Linked DNA regions of Mus musculus: region 1 is linked to region 2. The links are chromatin contacts, called in public HiChIP or PLAC-seq maps. All regions are on one chromosome and are shown on one strand. Each heading gives the region's core, a stretch centred on a gene start, on an enhancer-like site or on the middle of the called end of the contact. The rest is flanking DNA. Distances are from core to core; before and after follow the strand shown. Region 1 holds the start of Basp1 (brain abundant, membrane attached signal protein 1). Region 2 has its middle 48 kb from the start of Gm35996.

Region 1 (2,700 bases), core at 169-2,668, 190 kb after region 2:
GGTAGGGGTTAATCCACACCCCAGCAGCAGTCCCCTTGATACTCGTGTTTTATTCTAGCCCGCCACGTAAGTGGCCAGTGGTCTCGGCCAAGACAGAGGTGTGTCAGCTCCCGTGCAAAATCCTGAAATCGCACCCATGTGCGCTGTGCTCCTTTGAACAGCGTGAAAATCACTGGGGCAGAGGCCGTCCACCGAGTTCGCTCCAAGGCGGAAACGTCTCGGGGGGAAGCAGATTAGGAACAGGGCCAAGCGTTCGATGAATATTCATGAAAAGAATGCGGTCCCCAGCCACGCATTGTGTGCCATCCGATCCAGGGATTCTGGTTTTTTTTTTTTTTTTTCTTTTAATGGTGTGGGGAAGCGGGAACCAGACGTTGGGTTGTAGCGTTTGAGCTACGGGGGAAAAAATCTACAGAAATCTTGGCTTGCAGAAGGGTTGAGCCCGCTCGGGCCGCGGGCTGTCAGGTTCAAGCCCACACGCCACCCCTCCTTCCCCCAGGCTGGGGCGGCGGTGGAGGCGCGCGGCCCGCTCTCTGAGCGCAAGGCTCAAAAAATAAAATAAAATGCTGGCGACGTCCACAGGTTAGTGGGAAGACAGCTCAGCCGCAGACCAGGCTGGGGGCTTTAATCTGCCCCGGACGTGCACACCGCCTTCCGAACCTCGTGTTCCTCGGTTACCCTAAACCAAGATCCAGGAGTCCCGAGGGCCAAGCCACCCCCGCCCCTTCCGATCTGACCAGATTCCGCGTCTTCTTTCTCCCTCCCCACCCCACCCCACCCCCATCCTCCATCTTCTGTTACTGCGCCCCTCACACCGAGCGCCTTCTCCGTGGCTGTGCGGGTTCCGCTGACAGAAGGCTGGGTTCAGCCCACAGAACCGTGGCCAGTGGTCTCGGTGCTGTCACCAGCGGCTCCCCACCCTCCACCCCCTCCCTCCCGAACTCGGTTCGTCCGCCTCGCCGCCACCCCCTCCAAGTCCCCCACCCTACGAAAGGCCGAAGCTGTCCACCTGGGGGAGAGCATCACCTTGGATTTCCAAATGCGACAGAACCCACATAGAGGAATCCCATGCCCACTGTGTCTACACCCGGCCGCACCCCGGCTGCACCGTTGGAGAACCCTAGGCTTCGGGGTGGGGCGGGGCCCTGGGGAACCGGTGGCCCGGAGTCCGCGGTGGCCTTAGGGACCCACGGCGCGCCTCCTTACCGGCTTTGGGTGCCTGTGGCGGCCCTGGGTGAGCGCGGTGCCTCCAAGGGGCCCGGGTGGCTGGTGTCGTCCGGCCGGGTGGCTGGTCGCTCAGCAAAGGCTCTCTCTCTCCCGGCTCGACGGCGGAGCCCGGAGCGTGGAGCGAGTTGGAGCGCTGCCGCCACCGCCGTCGCCGCTGCCGCTACTGCCGCCGCCGCTGCAGCCTCTGCATTTCTCGATCGCTCCCCCTCCCCTTCCTGCCCAGCGCCCTCCCCCCCGCGCGTCCGCCCGCCCAGCTCCTCCGCTCGCCGACCCCGCCCGCCTCGCGCCCGCCCCTCCTCTCCCAGCCCGCGGCCCGCACCCCTCCCGCTCCTTTCGCGCCCCGCCACCCAGGAGGGGGTCCCCCAACTTCTCTCCACCAGCAGCCACTGCGCCCCGAGACGCCCCGTGATCCAGCGCCCCCCCCCCGTCACCACACCCGCACAGTCACCCCCACCCACTGCTCTCCACATCCAGATCCCTTACCCGCCTCCCCAACAGTCTCTGTCAGCCCCCCTCCTCCTATTCCCTCCTTACACGCCCCTCCATTCCCCCCCCACCCCACCCCCACCCCCACCCCCGGCGGGACTGTCTGTGGATTTCTCTCCTCTCTCTGTCTCGCACACATTTTATTTGAAAGCATTGAATAAGTAGCTCAGGCTCTCGCTCAGACTTAAGGGGCTGATGAACTACGCCCCCGCCGCAACCAGCTTTCTCTGCACCCCAATCCAGCCCCGCTCCAGACGACGGGCTTAGATTCTGCTATCACGTAGGCAGTGAGCCTGGGGAAGATGCGATGCCTCCCTTGAAACCATCAAGACAGATATCCGCTGGTTTTAGGGTGTCCCCCAAGGCAAGCATCTGGGACGCCTCCGGCATATGCTCGCCCTCGGGGCCCGACCAGGAGGCTCCAGCTTTGCAAGGCGCCACCGCCCAGAGCTCAGGTCTGGGTTGGAAGGGTGGGCGGCACCGCCTCAGGGTACGTTCTCCCGACTTCGGAGAGAAAGAAAGGAAGAAATGCACCCTAGGAAAAGGGGCTTCGACTTTTTGTGCCTGTGCTTTCATGGAAGTCACCAGCTCTCGGCTGCTTAAGATGCTACTCAGAAGCGCGCCCAGCCAGGCTGTGGCCATCCGCGCCAAGTCCTCGTGTCCTGGTCGACGAGCACTTTGGGTAGCACCGCGACACACAATAGCCACCACGGTTAGGAGATATGCTCGCTATGCTTACCTGTTGGCAAAAATAAAATGCAAAATAAAAATTTAAATTTGGAAACTAACACATGGTGACATCTTCTAGAACCACAGCTCTTTCTTCAGACAAAAGCCAATTTTACCATCCCGCAAACCCATTGAGCCCTGGAAGTTCCGTTCGCGGCACTTTGGCGCCCTCTGGCTTTATCAGGGTGGCTTGCTTGTTCTGCTTCGTCCTGAAAGAATAGCGGAGGGGGGGGGGAATGGAAATGTATGTTGCCTTCT
Region 2 (2,700 bases), core at 117-2,616:
TGCCGACATCTAGACTGACCACAGAGGGCTGTAAATTCCAATGGATCAGCCCTGGTTTCCTGCTGAGCTTTCTCTCTGGGCATCAGCTTGCAGCCCCTCCTCCCTTCCCTTCTAAGTCCCTTCTCACCAACTGAGCCACCGCTCTGACACCAAACCTACCTATGAAAAGAGACATAGCTTTCAGCATGTCCCTACCCATCCAGCAGTCCAGCCTGCACATCCATTTTCCCCTGGGTTTGTTTTTTGTTTTTGTTTCTGCCAATTACTTGAGAAAACAGGACAAGTAAAATTATAAACAAAGGGATTAAAGAAACTCATAATTTGCTTGGAGCCAACACTTCTAGAATACTAGTCTATAACAGAAATACTAAATGCATACAAGTGCGATTCTTCTCCCCAAACTCCACTCCTCAGTTGTCACCCAATCTCCCCTGTCTCTGAGCCCAATTTTTTATTTAATCAGACCTTGTTGATGTTGTGAAAACATCTGGCATCTCTGGGCTGCAGTGCTCAACACCTAATTCTAAGGTCCCCACCCCCACCCCCAAGAGTTTCTGTTGATTCTATAACCATTTCCTGTGTGACATAGGATCTTCCAAGATAAGCCTCCATTAATAACAAGCACAGCTAATTCCCTACCTCCTTAAAGAAAGAAAAAAAGAATTTTTGGAGGAGGATGAGGAGTCTCAGCCAGGTGAAGGTGCTTTTTTGACGTACGTAAACCTATACAACAGAATTATCTGTTTATAGCTCCAACATCCCTAACTTTTCAAGCAATGATGTATTCTGCCCAGCTTCACTTTAAACAGCTGAGCCATTAATTTTCCAAACTGGATGCCTTTTCCTGCTTCTCCGTCCTTTGATTTTAATCTAAACTATGACTCCGTCCCCTGTGCTTTTGATCATTTTCTCTCTTTTCTAATTGTTTTGAAGGTATCTCCTATTTACCCTTGACTTATCTCAAAGGGAATTATTCCAAGTCACCCTTAAAATGTCTTGGAAGACATGGACTCCAGTTAATATTTCAGAGAATTATTTTCCACACTACTAAGGAATTTCCCTTTCACAAGTGCCCAGTCTATGGTTCTAGTTCAGTTCTTTCCTCATATCTTAAATAACAGCATCCCACAAAGTAGAGTTTCCTCCACAGCTACTATTTAACTGTTCATAAAAACTTCGGCAGGAAGGGGGGCTTTCTTTGTATCTTCTGTCCTCGGCTTCAGCTTTGACTCCTGGTCTTTAACATCAAAAAACAAGCAAAGCGACACAGAAGCTAGCCACTTTCGCCCCCACGCCCCCTCTCGTCTCTTCCTGCCCATTGTCAAACCTGTTTCCAGAATCTTGTTGCTCTAGCTTGCTGGGAGATGTCAAGACTCTGAAAGGAAGTTAAAAATTATGAAATAAATGAACCCAGTGACCTCAATTTCCGTGCCTCTTTGGTAAATAGTTTGTGGGTTTTTTGAAAGTGAAAACATATTTTAGAGGACAGGCAAGCTTGGTGGCAAATCATCCTAAGGCCCATAAAAGCTTATTTTTATGCAGCCTGCATTTTGCAGACTTCAAATCAAGTAGTGAACGCGAAGTGAAAAGAAGACAGGACAGGTTCATGTGTGCATACCATACCTCTGTCCCCAAACCACTGATGGGGCCATGCATCCTACACAACATGAGTGTTAAATAATCCTATGGTAGCTAAACCATTTTAAACTACTTTTTAAAACCTCAGAATAGCTCTAACACCCAGTTTTAGCTGCTTTATTCGGCAACACAGGTTACAGGTTGCAAGTTGCACGCTAGAACCTCAGACAACACTCAGAGCTCAGCACAGCCATTATCCTCACTCCTCTTTGGCTTGCGCTAAAATACCGTGAGGAGGGCACACAGAGCTGGGACTGAGGAGCCAATGAGAGCAGAGACTGAAGACCCTCTGACACTGGAGAAATAGAAAAATAAATCCGGGATCCTGGCAGGTCAGGAAATGAGAACTGGGCTCAGACATGAGCGCTAACTGTTCCCTTTTAAATAAGCATTAACTACAGCAAGACCATCCATCAATCCGTGGGAACTCCCCAGCCAAGAAACAGGACTTGAGACCGTAAGTCCCTGCTCAACAGATATAGTCAGGACACAGTTTTATCACTATGATTCCTAGCATCCACCTGCATCCCCCAAAGTTCGTTGTTTGCTTTGTCACTTTTTTTGAAAGACCTATCAGAATGTTCTGTTTAAAAAGGCAAATAGATCAGAAGGCATACTTATGTTCTCCCCCTAAAATTCATCCAAAAGGCTTTGAACCCACACACAGAGCCTAAGACCTTAGAGCAGCCAGCATGCCTACCATCTGTGTGCCCTCAGCTCCAGTTCCCAGCCTCCCTTTCTCAGGACCCTCCCCTTTCAAGACACCCTCTTCACTTGTTCGAACCACACGGGGCTGCTTGCTGACTGGAGGCTGTAGTATTTTCCATCCCTCTGCCACCTGGTTTCCTGGCCTGTCCCTTCTCCTTCCTTAACCCTCTGCTCAGATACCCCTTTCTCAGTGCAGCTTGTCTGAGCACCTTATTTGAACTCATAAGCTGGGACCCTTCACAACCGGCATCCCATGCCACTCTACCCCTGTGTGTAATATTGACTGCCCTCATATAGTCTGAGTAATTTAATTTCTTTTTTTTTCTTTCTCCTTCTCTAAGATGTAAGCTTATG

Evidence for each region. HiChIP or PLAC-seq counts read pairs in DNA pulled down with a chosen protein or histone mark.
Region 1: a contact with region 2 is called in an H3K4me3 HiChIP or PLAC-seq map of bone marrow-derived macrophages, with 5 times the contacts expected there. The contact joins the promoter of Basp1 here to the enhancer-like site in region 2. A contact is called at or near these places in 10 of 39 promoter capture datasets (the 3T3-L1 cell line, the HPC-7 cell line, embryonic stem cells and 3 more), 22 of 484 Hi-C or Micro-C datasets (LSK cells, bone marrow-derived macrophages, cerebral cortex and 11 more), 17 of 115 datasets of contacts at active chromatin or transcription factors (astrocytes, bone marrow-derived dendritic cells, bone marrow-derived macrophages and 8 more) and 4 of 9 other capture datasets (adipose tissue, embryonic stem cells, liver and 1 more).

The regions. Positions count from the first base shown.
Region 1 is chr15:25,412,346-25,415,045 of GRCm38.p6, forward strand. It overlaps Basp1 (brain abundant, membrane attached signal protein 1), which reads right to left and starts at 1,419. Exons shown (of 2, transcript NM_027395.2): 1 at 1,207-1,419. Gm48957 (predicted gene, 48957) reads left to right here and starts at 1,845. Exons shown (of 4, transcript NR_168943.1): 1 at 1,845-2,700.
Region 2 is chr15:25,226,330-25,229,029 of GRCm38.p6, forward strand. No RefSeq gene overlaps it. Among named protein-coding and RNA genes, the nearest start is that of Gm35996, 48 kb to the left of the region's middle. Within about 2 kb of position 1,367, at least 55 of the 459 cell types and tissues checked have an H3K27ac peak or open chromatin away from gene starts, as enhancers often do. A contact at or near this core is called in the HPC-7 cell line, LSK cells, bone marrow-derived macrophages and 3 more, where this site is marked.